2 separate regions of the Macaca mulatta genome follow, and region 1 is linked to region 2. The links are chromatin contacts, called in public Hi-C maps. All regions are on one chromosome and are shown on one strand. The core of a region is the stretch at or near the end of the contact, and the rest is flanking DNA. Distances in the headings are between cores, read along the strand shown. Region 1 holds the start of CLHC1 (clathrin heavy chain linker domain containing 1). Region 2 holds the start of MTIF2 (mitochondrial translational initiation factor 2).

Region 1 (6,047 bases), core at 692-3,191, 37 kb after region 2:
TAATGGGAAAAACTACAGTAGCGCTTCTCAAGTATCAGTATAGGAGTTACCTAAAAATCTACTGCTAATCTAATGCCATTCTCCCCTTTTGCGTGTCAAAATGTCCAAAATACACCACATGGAGTGGCTCACGTCTGTAATCCCAGCGCTGGGAGGCCACAGTGGGAAGATCACTTGCGCCCAGGAGTTTGAGACCAGCCTGGGCATGGTGGTGTGTGCCTATAGGTCCAACTACAGAAGGTTAAGGTGAGAGGACCACCTGAGTCTGAGAGATAGAGGCTTCAGTGACTGTGCCAAAGTCAGAGCCTGTCTCAAAAAAAGTAAAATAAAAAATTTCCAAAATAACATTTTTTTAAGAGGCTGCTCTTCCCCTAGACAGACCTTTTGAATATTGTAGTCAGACAAAGTACGTCCATCTTCCAGTTGCTTGCCAGCAAAGATCAGTCTTTGCTGATCAGGAGGAATTCCTAATAAGAAAAAAACAAGAAGTCACAGCACACGAAGCCTGTGATGTGCTCCAGATTTATAAGGTAACACCCTTAATCAAATACATGGTACTAACAGCTGACCATAAGCCCTTACTAGAGGTTAGGCATGGTTCTAAATCTTTACACATCACGTTTTACTGCATTTAATCTTAGGGACAATACTGGGCTTCTGCAGTGGCTCACGCCTGTAATGCCAACACTTTGGGAGGCCGAGGTGGGGGGATCACTTGAGGTCAGGAGTTCCAGACCAGCCTGGCCAACATGGTGAAACGCAGTCTCTACTAAATATACAATAAATTGGCCGGGCGTGGTGCTGCACGCCTGTAATCCCCACTACTAGGGAGGCTGAAGCACAAGAATCACTTGAACCCGGGAGGCGGAGGCTGCAATGAGCCGGGACGAGCCAATACACTCCAGCCTGGGCGACAGAGAAGACTCCCATCTCACACAAAATAAGTAAGTGTCCAAATTCACACAAGTGAAATACACCTTAAGGATTCCAATCTAGGGACTGTGCTCCCCGATCACAAACATTTATTGTGTTATTTCCCAAGTATTTTGCTTTGTCAATCTGCCCTTCCCCCCCTCACCATGAGCAGATATGTGTAGCACCTACAAGTAGGCTGAAGTCTCCACAGGTTAAGTTTTCTTAACTACAAAATATTACTTGCCTTCCTTATCCTGGATCTTGGCCTTTACATTTTCTATCGTATCCGAGGGTTCAACCTATGAATGTTAAAATGAAAGTATGTTGCTTACACATTACGGAACTACAGCAGAACTCATTTAGTTTGACAATTACCACTGAACCGAACCGGCGACAGGGCTGAAACCTACTCAAGAGACCTATTACCCACCCAGTGGGCAACCTCCCAAATCGGCTACCGGAAAGCACCTTCATCTCCCCAGCCCAGGGCGGGCGGCCGCCACAGGGCCACACGTGCTCGCGCCCGGCGGGGGTAGTTACCCGGCGCAGCTCCTCCGTTTTAACTAGCTGGCACCCCTCGAGAGGTGAGAGGCCCGCCTTTGGCCACCGAAAATCACCTTGAGGCCGTTGCTCAGCAAAAAAAACTCATTTCAAAGCTTAAGTTTTAGAATCCAAATTCGGAATCATTGTCTAAGTCATGGAAAGCAGCGCCGGTCCTAAAATCCACCTCAGGACCTTATTCGGACCCTGGCTTCCTCATGACCACCTGGCCCGTACCTCGAGGGTGATGGTCTTCCCCGTAAGGGTTTTCACGAAAATCTGCATTTTTGTGGCGGCTCCACCTGAGGTTGGGAAAAAGGAAGAGATGGGTTAGGTCAGGGATCACAACAGAAGGCGGCATAGGGCGCTAGCCCCAGAGCAGCCGAAGAGCAGACACTCACCGCAGATGGCGGATCGAAAAGGAAGAACGCCGCGCAGGCCCACGGGGTTTCCCGGCGCCCCAGCCGAAAGACCCACCCCTTAGGCGACCACACCAAATGCCTGACTGCCATCCCAGCGACAATCCAACCCGGTGCTAGACCAGGACGTGAAACTCGTTTCTCCTCTCCCTAACCGGGGCTTATTTCTCACTTTAGCCTTCGGAATGCTTTCGAAATGGTAGGTTTAAGCAACGTAAAAAATGTTTTAAAAAGGTTTTTCCCGTGCAGTCAACGTGGCTAAGAGAATTTTTAAAAGGAGGTGGGTCGAGGGGGGCCTCATTGGGGAAGAGGTAGGAAATGGAAGTGTATTCTGGGAATTGTAGTTCTCCACTGCTTTCTTCTACCTTGGACTACTTGTCCCAAGATGCAGTTCCGCCTCCCAGATTCCCTAGTTACTATCTCTAAGCACTAAAGTCGGTGTTTGGAGAAAGGGACTCAGGTGAGGACTGGAGGGAGGATGAAGCGGAATAATGGTTTCCGGAGCGTGGAAACGGGCCGGAAGTGACTAGGAAGAAAGGTTAAGGGGCGGGCCGAGAGTGCGGGGCACGAAAGGTGTCCTTCACCCACTTGCAGAAGCGGTGAGGGGCAGAGAATCAGCGATCTACCAGCCGCTCCCTGGGCCTCCAAGGGAAGGGAATCTGCATGGCCTGCTCCAGGCAAACTGAAAAATAGGTGAAATCTTCGGAAGCGGGGGTTCAGCCCTTTCTCGCCTGTAGCCCCTCCCTGCTTTCAACCGCCAAGTCTCTCCCAGCCTAGGGAAGAAGAGTCTGAGTATTGTGTGTCACTCCTTAGTGTGACAAGCTTTAATATGTTTAAAAATCTCAGGAGTTTTCAAATTTTAAAGTGAAGCCGTACGGAAAAGAAACCTGCAGAATGGTTATTTAGTTGTAGAATTTCCAAATTTGGACTTTGGGAGTCTTGGATCTGAGAGGAAGTTTTGGGGATATGTATCTGGTGCCCTTCCGGCAAGGAGGCCAATTAGAAGCAAGTTCCCCCTGTCCTTTCTCCACTCCACAAACCACAGAGTCCTTTCTAAGGAACCTTCTTAATGTCTTCTGTATTTATTTCTTCATCCTCTACCGCCTGCGACCCCATCCCCAAATTCAGACTTTCATTTTCTCTTGTAGGGGTTCCGTATGTAACTCTTTATCTCTCTCCAGTCTTTTCTCCTTTCTAACCCCCCTTCACTATTGCCTCCAAAATATTCATTCTGAAAGGTAAATGTGTGTTATTATTCTACTTAAAATACCTCACCTTCAGGATACAATTCAAATCTCTCAGAATGACATGCAGCCTCTGCCTTCCTTACAACCCAATCTGCTAAACCCATTACTCTACATTTTAGTAAATGAAGCTAATTTAATTTCCTGACTTATGCTCTCCCGTGTTTTGGCATTTCTGAAGATTCCGATCATTTCTTCTTCCTGGAATGTTTTTCCTTTTTCCTTTTTTTTTTTTTTTTTTTTTTTTTGTGCGTGGGTGTGGGCGTGTGTGTGTGACGGAATTTCGCTCTGTCGCCCAGGCTGGAGTGCAGTGGCGCGGTCTCAGCTCACTGCAAACTCCGCCTCTCAGGTTCAAGCAATTCTCCTGCCTCAGTCTCCCGAGTAGCTGGGATTACAGGCACCCACCACCATACCCGGCTACTTTTTGTATTTTTAGTAGAGATGGGGTTTCACCATGTTGGCCAGGCTGTTCTCTAACTCCTGACCTCAAATGATTCACCCACCTCGGCCTCCCAAAGTGCTGGGATTACAGGCGTGAGCCACCACGCCCTGCCTTCTGGAACATTTTTCATACCAGTCGGCCAACTAGTCTCTACAACAAAATTTCCCAGAGTTGCTTGTACACATTGTCTCTAATCTTTCCCTTCTGTTGTCTGAACCCACTCCTGTCAGGCTTTTGTCCCCACCATTCTGATGGGATAGCTCTTGTAATGGTCACTAATGACCTCCATGTTGCTAAATTCAATGGTGATTTCATCTTATTTGATCTGTCAGCAGTATTTGACACAGTTGCTCATTCCATCTCTTTTTGAAACCCTTTCTTTACCTGACTTCCCCTCTTTGTGTTTTTCTGCCACCCTGGAGGCTCTTTTCCAGGCTCATTTGCTGCTTCCTTTTGATCTGCCAGACCTCTAACCATGGAGTATCCCCAAGACCCAGTCTTTGGACCTCTGCTTTGTCTGCATTTTCTTGGTTATCTCATTTTGTTTAATAACTTTTAAAGTCATCATATGCAAATGACTCATAAACTTATCTGTCACTCAGACCACTTACCTCAACTTCATATTCACATATCCAGCTACGTACTCAACATCTCTAATGGACAGGCCCCAAACGGTTAATTTCATGAAATTGCTCTTCCCATCTTTATATATAGCAATTCCCATTTCTCCAGTCACTAAGGCCAAAAACTTTATGGTCATCCTTGACTGCTCTTTTATATCCCACATCTTACCTACCTTGGCTGATCTTGGCCTTATTTTCAAAATATATGCAGAACACTTCCCACTACCTCCATTGTTACCAACCTGATTCAAGCTACCATCATCTTTTGCCTTGATTATTGATTGCAGTAGCCTCCTAACAGTATTTCCAACTTTGACCCTTGCGTCCTATAATCTGTTTTCCACAGAACAACAAGAACAAAATTTTTCTTTTTTTTTTTTTTGAGACAGAGTTTCACTCTTGCTGCCCAGGGTGGAGTGCAATGGCACAATCTTGGCTCACCGAAACCTCCGATTCCCAGGTTCAAGTGATTCTCCTGCTTCAGCCTCCCCAGTAACTGGGATTACAGGCATGCACCACCATGCCCAGCTAATGGTGTATTTTTAGTAGAGACAGGGTTTCTCCATGTTGGTCAGGCTGGTCTCAAACTCCTGAACTTAGGTGATCTGCCCGCCTCGGCCTCCCAAAGTGCTGGGATTATAGGAATGAGCCACCATGCCTGGCCAAGAACAATTATTTAACATGTTAAGTCAGCTGTCACTCTTCTGCACACAGGCCTCTAAAGGCTTCGCATCTCACTCAGAGGAAAGCCTAAATTCCTACAACTGAGGCTGTTGCTCCAGCGCTGGAACAAGTAGAGGCCACAGTCCAGTGTTGCTCCTCTTGCCAAGTCTGCCCAGAGAAGGGACCTCTTTTTCTAAACCGCACAAAGATACCCCCTGGGCTGATAGTAGTTCTGCCCTCAAGACCCTACATCCTACATAATCTGGCAGTTACCTCTCTGACCTCATCTCTTCTCTCCTTTTCTCATTCTCTTCTAGCCCCACGGGCTCTCTTGCTGTTCCTCAAATGTTCATTCTCACCCTGAGGCCTTTGGACTGGCTACTGTCTTTGCCTCAACCACTCATCTCCCAGGAATCTACATGACCTGCTGTTTTCAGATTTCTGAAATGTCACCTTATCAGTGAGGTCTTTTGTCTGTCATGACTTACTGCCCTTATAGAAAATAGCATCCTGCCACCTTCCTTACTCTCTATGCCCCATACCTTGTTTTATTTTTCTTCATACAACTTAACCCCCATCTGCCATACTATATTTCTTTCTTTCTATCTATCTATCTATCTATCTATCTATCTATCTATCTATCTATAATTTTTTTCTTTTTTTTTTTTTTTTTTGAGATGGAGTCTTCGTCTGTCACCCAGGCTGTATTACAGTGGTATAAGTTCAGCCCACTGCAACCTCCGCCTCCCTGGTTCAAACGATTCTCATACCTCAGCCACCTAAGTTGCTGGGATTACAGGTGTGAGCCACTGTGCCCAGCTAATTTTTCTCTCTTTTTTTTTGGAGACGGAGTCTCGCTCTGTCGCCCAGGCTGGGGTGCAGTGGCCAGATCTCAGCTCACTGCAAGCTCCGCCTCCTGGGTTTACGCCATTCTGCCTCAGCCTCCCGAGTAGCTGGGACTACAGGCGCCCGCCACCTCGCCCGGCTAGTTTTTTGTATTTTTTAGTAGAGACAGGCTTTCACCGTGTTAGCCAGGATGGTCTCGATCTCCTGACCTCGTAATCCGCCCGTCTCGGCCTCCCAAAGTGCTGGGATTACAGGCTTGAGCCACTGTGCCCGGCCAATTTTTGTGTTTTTTAATAGAGACTGGGTTTTGCCATGTTGGCCAGGCTGATCTCGAACTCCTAACCTCAAGTGATCC
Region 2 (6,499 bases), core at 1,037-3,536:
CACAAATTAAACTTCAGTAGATATCTGAGAGCGGTAGGTAAAATGATAGCGATTGGAATAAACTTCAATAGTTTTCAAGTGTTGTTAGGTTCACTTAAAAAAAATTTCCAGGCCCAGTGCAGTGGCTCACACCTGGAATTCTAGCACTTTGGGAGGCCGAGGCGGGCGGATCACTTGAGGTCAGGAGTTCAAAACTGGGCAGGCCAATTGTACTAAAAATACAAAAAAATTAGCCGGGCATGGTGGCAGACACCTGTAATCCCAGCTACCTGGAAGCTGAGGCAGGAGAATCGCTTGAACGTGGGAGGCGGAGGCTGCAGTGGGCTGAGATTGTGCCATTCAACCTGCGCCACAGAGTGAGATCCTATCTCAAAAAAAGAAAAAAAAAAATGTCCAGGAGAGAAGTTTGCATTAAATCATTCAGTAACACCGATTGCACACCTTTGTAGTAGGCATTGGGAAGGTGGGGGAAAAAAAGAGGGTGGTAGGTTGGGATGGGGGCATGAGTTAGGAGGTAAGATGATGGCAAGTATGCTTTTGAGTAATGAACTTCTGTACAATACCAATTACCTAGGGGAGTGGTAGATCTTAAAGACAAAGATTAATTGATTGATTTTGTTTTCTTCTCAAATTCCTTTTACCAAAAGACACAGATAATAAAACAATATTTATATTTGAGAGGTGGTGATGGTTGTGGTCAAAAGGACCAGCTGAAAGACATAATGTCCAAGCAAGGTGAGGGAAAGCTCTGGGGGCAGGCTGTAATAACCATAACAGCAAACACTTACTATGAACCAGGCACTATTTATCAACAGTTTATCAACCCATTAAAAGCTTATTACAGCCGGGCGCAGCAGCTCATGCCTGTAATCCCAGCACTTTAGGAGGCTGAGGTGGGCAGTCACCTGAGGCCAGGAGTTCCAGACCAGCCTGGCCAACATGGTGAATTAGCAGGGTGTGGTGGTGTGCGCCTGTAATCTCAGCCAAGCAAGAGGCTGAGGGGGGAGAATCACTTGAACCCAGGAGGCGGAGGTTGGTTGCAATGAGCCGAGATCGCGCCATTGAGCTCCAGCTTGGGCGACACAGTGAGACTGTCTCAAAAAAACAAAAAACAGTCTGGGAGCGGGGGCTCACGCCTGTAATCCCAGCACTTTGGGAGGCCGATGTGGGCGGATCACCTGAGATACGGAGTTCGAGACCAGCCTGACCAACATGGAGAAACTCCGTCTTTACTAAAAACACAAAATTAGCCAGACGTGGTGGCGCATGCCTGTAATCCCAGCTACTCGGGAGGCTGAGGCAGGACAATTGCTTGAACGCAGGAGGCAGAGGTTGCGGTGAGCTGAGTTCGCGCCATTGCACTCCAGCTTGGGCAACAAGAGAGAAACTCCGTCTCAAAAACAAAAAGAAACAAAAACAAAACAAAAACCGTATTACAATCCTGTGAACTAGCTACTGTCATTACTATAATGTAGATGAACAAACTGGGACATGGACAGTTGACAAGACATCCCCAACCACACACTAGAAATGAGCTGGGATAGGAAATCAGACACTCTGACTCTATTACTCCAAATGCCATACATACAAGCTGACTTCCGAAAAAAGAGAAAGTACTGTTCGCACAATACTAACTGGTTCTACGGCCACTGTTTCCTTGCATTTCTTTTTTCCTTCTTGTTAGGAACACGTATCTTTGAAGGAGGTATCATTTCTCCCACAGTTCTCCATTTAACGTTTCCTCGAGTGCAAGCACCACCGAGGCCACACAGAGCCCCAGAGTAGAAGTAATTTGCTTCCTAGAAACCCTCATTGTATCCAGATTCCCTCCCAGAGGAGCCATCAGTTCTCATGGGTGGCACTTTTTTCTCCAGCTGATTACACTTTTTTTCTGTATCAGTTAATTTTTCCAACTTCTAATTGAATAAAGGCAGTTTTCTTAAAAAAAAAAAAAAAGCGAAAAACGGAAAGGAAGGAAGAGGAAAGAAAGGAAGGAAGAAATGAAGGAAGTAAGGAAAGAAACGAGAGGGACAGAAAGAGAAAAAGGAAAGAGAGAAAGAAAGGAAAGGAAAACAAGAAATGGAAGGGACCTGCAGAAACGATTCACCACGCACGGCTGACCCTGGGAGGAGCCACAGGTTGAACGAGCGCCTCCCAGGCTGGACGCCCGCTGCGAACACCGCAAACAGTCCCACCCCGGGCGGCTACCGCGACTCTTCTGAATTCCGGAAAGAACCTTTTCCAGCGGGACCGGAAGCCCGGCGGGGACCGTAGCGGGGACGGACTGACTTACCGACCATTCTTCCGGGTGCGGAAGGTGAGCTCCACCCGTGCTCAGAACCCAGGGGCCCGGGACAGTAGGTAGGAGTTAAGTGGGTAGGGTCCCTTAACCAGGGTTGTCCGGTGTGGGTGGTGTGTGTTGTTTCGCCTAACGTGTCAGTGGCACAAATCACGCGAACTCATAAACATTGTGCGTTCGGAAGGCTTTTCAAGATGCGTTTAATCCCTGCGTAAGCCCACGTTAAGCATTCACGAAGGCATGTGCTCTGTTCTCTCGGAAGCGGCCGGCCGGCTTCCCCTCTTCGGGCGCCGCTGCGGGCGCAGGTCCTCAAGTCCCAGCCTCCCATGGGCCCAAGGCCTTCTGGGCTCCAATTTGAGGCGAAGCCACCCCAGTTTCGTAATTTTTCTGCAGTGATTTATTTTTACCTTTCAGGTAAGTTCGAAAGCTTCCAGCTCACTTTCAGATATTTCCACTAACGTAACTACGTATTTGCAACATACTTTTTTCAGATTCCTTGACAAGAATATCCTAGTGACCAAACACCACCTTACTGGGAGTCAGAACGTCTGGGTTCTAGTCTTGACTGCCATTAACTAGCGGTATGACACTGGAGACGCCTTTTTGACCACTATGGATTTACGTTTCCTTTTCTGTAAAATGAGGAGCTTGGAATAAGTGACAAATTTCCTTCCAGTTTTGACATTTGGGTTATTGCCTCCAATATGTCTTTCCAGTTTCTGCCTCAATTACATATCTGTGCTTTGGTTAATATCTTGTAGTGTCCTTCCTCCCATTCCCTTAATCTGTGCTCTTCTCGAATCTGGTTTCATACTCGTTTAAAAATTATTTTCTCAAGGAATCCTGTGTTTCCCGAGCACTCTACTTTTGGTCCAGGGGCACAACAGTAAGTATGTGCCATTCTTAAAAGTATTTAATGTGTGTAAATACTATTGAATGAATTTCCAAATTTTTTTTTTTTTCCTTTGGACAGAGTCTCACTCTGTCGCCCAGGCTGGAGTGCAGTGGCGCGATCTCGGCTCACTGCAATCTGCCTCCTGGGTTCAAGCGATTCTCCTGCCTCTGTCTCCCAAGTCGCTGAGATTACAGGCGCCCACCACCACGCCCGGCTAATTTTTGTACTTTTAGTAGAGATGGGGTTTCACCACGTTGGCCAGGCTCTTGAACTCATGACCTCAGGTGATCCGCCCGCCTCGGCCTCCCAAAGTGCTAGGATTACAGGCATGAGCCACCACGCCCGGCCTGAATTTCTAAATCTTAATGTGTTTATTTCGTTGGCATTAAGTCAGATTTTTCCTTGATCTTTACTTGAGTAAGCCTTTTAAGGTAAAATGCTTGCTCGATTACACACACATACATAACCTCTTAATTGTCCGAAGGTAAACAAGTTAATGACTTGTGAATATTTTTAACTTATAAGCAATGAATCCTCAAAGCTTATAAGCCAATACTGAAACGTGTGATATGGTTTTAAAATAGCTGATGATAAAGTCTTTACATCATCCCATTTTGTCCTCATAGTCTTGTAATAGGAAGGACAGATATTCAAACACTTATTTATTTATTTATTTATTAACAGAGATCCAGAAAATGAGGCCCATAGGAAACAAGTGACTTGCTGAGTCCAGATAACACTTACTATCAGAGTGAGTGTCCAGCTAAGTTTCCTTTGTTGCCCAATAAGATAATTTCTTCACTATACTGTGCTTGTTTCAGTTACCATTTATTTTCTTTCTTTTAAAAAGTATTCAATATAGGCCAGGCGCGGTGGCTTACGCCTGTAATCTCAGCACTTTGGGAGGCCAAGGTGGGTGGATCACCTGAGGTCAGGAGTTCAAGACCAGCCTGACCAACATGGTGAAACCCTGTCTCTACTAAAAATACAAAAAAATTAGCCGGCTGTGCTGGCAGGCGCCTGTAATCCCAGCTACTTGGGAGGCTGAGGCAGGAGCATCCCTTGAACCCAGGAGGTGGAGGTTGCAGTGAGCCGAGATTGCACCATTGCACTCCAGCCTGGGCGACGAGCAAAACTCCATCTCAAAAAAAAAATTTCAGTATATTCTATTTACCATGTCAGAACCATAAATTTACTATGTTAGAACCATAAAATACACTTTGGAAAGATTGGTTGAAATGTAACATTTAGGCTAGGCATGGTGGCTCACACCTGTAATCCCAGCATTTTGGGAGGCTGAGGCAGGTGGATCACCTGAGGTCAGGAGTTTGAGACTAGCCTGGCTAACACGGTAAAACCTGGCATCCACTAAAAATACAAAAATTAGCTGGACACAGTGGCGCACACCTGTAGTTCAAGCTACTTGGGAGGCTAAGGCTGGAGAATCGCTCAACCCGGGAGTCAGAGGTTGCAGTGGGCTGAGATCACACCACTGAACTCCAGCATGGGCAACAGAGGGAGACTCCATCTCAAAAAAAAAAAAAAAGAAAGAAAGAAATGTAACATTTAATGTCTAGTTATCTAGCAAAGATCACCCGTCCAGAGCCTTGATTTCTTTGGTCACATCAAATAACTATTATCATTTGTGAACAATTTTAAAGAATATCTAGTAGAAAATATAAATATATAATATATATGTTGTATATAAATATAAAATATAAGCATACTGTAGAAATGCCATATTATAAGAGAAATCATTTAAAAAAAATTTTTTTTTTGAGGCAGAGTCACGCTCTGTCTCCCAGGCTGGAGTACAGTGGTGCAATCTCGGCTCACTGCAACCTCTGTCTCCCAGGTTCAAGCGATTCTCCTGCCTCAGCCTCCCGAGTAGCTGGGACTACAGGCATGTGCCACCACGTCCAGGTAATTTTTTTGAATTTTTAACAGAGATGGGGTTTCACCACATCAGTCAGCCTGGTGTCGAACTCCTGACCTCAAATGACCTGCCTGCCTTGGTCACCCTGGTCCACCCTGGTCTCCCAAAGTGCTGAGATTACAGGCATGAGCCACTGTGCCTGGCCAAAAATTTTAAAACTTTGTAAAAGTTTATAATTTTGTTCAAGATAGCTTTATATGTATTTTTATTAGAGACGGGGTTTCACCACGTTGGCCAGGCAGTCTCAAACTCCTGATGTCAGGTGATCTGCCCACGTTGGCCTCCCAAAGTGCTGGAATTACAGGTATGAGCCACCATACCCGGCCGGAAAACGTGTTCTTTTTACATTGTTTTTGTCGTTCCTGCCCCTAAAAACTGAAAAGCAAAGCCATAGAAATGCAGTCTTGAGAGCAGAGGCAGTAGAGGCCACTGGGAGGAAAAGAACTATTACTAATGAGTTCTGTTACAGTTTTCTCTCAAAAAACTCTTCTTTCATTCTAAGAATAATAACTCAAAAGGCATTATTCAATAAATATTGGGTGTCTTCTTCCTACTATAAAGCATCTTTTTTTAGGGGGTGAGATGGGAAGATGGAAAAGTGTTAAGAATTGAAAGACAGTTCCAACTAGATGAAGTGTGTGCAAAGTTTCAGAGATGAGATGACAAGCCATCAGAGATTATAGGTGGGTTATAATAACAAAAGCTTGAGAGGTAGGAGTGTAGAGACTCTAAGAGTGTAAGAAATAAAGTAAGGCTGGGCATGGTGGCTCATGCCTGTAATCCCAGCACTTTGGGAGACCAGGGTGGATCACTGGATCCCAGGAGTTTGAGACCAGCCTAGACAACATGGTGAAACACCATCTATACCAAAAAAACAAACAAAAAATTATCTGGGCATAGTGGTGGGCACCTCTAGTCCCAGCTATTAGGGAGGCTGAGGTGAGAGGATCACCTAAGCCTAGGAGGTCGAGGCTGCAATGAGCTGTGACCACATCAGTGCATTCCAGCCTCCAGCTTGGACAATATAGTGAGACCCAGTTTCAAAAAAGAAGTTTCAGGGTGTTTAACAGAAAGGTGATCATTTCAAATTTGTACTTTAGAAAAATTACTCTAGTTGTGATTTGGTTAGTTGATATTTCGAGAGTGAAAAAAGTGCCTTTTACAAGTTGTTATTGTATTTCAATTCTATCATAGTAGTAACATTAACAGTAATAATAATAGCTAGTATCTAGAGAGTACTTGGTATGGAATCCCATCTCTTGATGAGACTGAGTTTTTTCAGGGCAGGAACCCAGTTTTACTCGTTGTTGTAAGTCTAGTGAGTTAAGTGTAGCCCAGTGCTATGCATATAGTAAATATCCAATTAATA

Evidence for each region. Hi-C and Micro-C count contacts between places; a contact is called where the count stands out from the background.
Region 1: a contact with region 2 is called in a Hi-C map of liver, with 1.8 times the contacts expected there. The contact joins the promoter of CLHC1 here to the promoter of MTIF2 in region 2. A contact is called at or near these places in 2 of 14 Hi-C or Micro-C datasets (blood and liver).

The regions. Positions count from the first base shown.
Region 1 is chr13:69,385,300-69,391,346 of T2T-MMU8v2.0, forward strand. It overlaps CLHC1 (clathrin heavy chain linker domain containing 1), which reads left to right and starts at 1,942. Exons shown (of 12, transcript XM_077959613.1): 1 at 1,942-2,073. It overlaps RPS27A (ribosomal protein S27a), which reads right to left and starts at 1,884. Exons shown (of 6, transcript XM_015112376.2): 1 at 1,857-1,884; 2 at 1,693-1,757; 3 at 1,160-1,214; 4 at 382-467. The coding sequence starts at 1,740.
Region 2 is chr13:69,348,100-69,354,598 of T2T-MMU8v2.0, forward strand. MTIF2 (mitochondrial translational initiation factor 2) reads left to right here and starts at 2,287. Exons shown (of 17, transcript XM_077959598.1): 1 at 2,287-2,317; 2 at 2,791-2,880; 3 at 3,138-3,189; 4 at 5,050-5,117.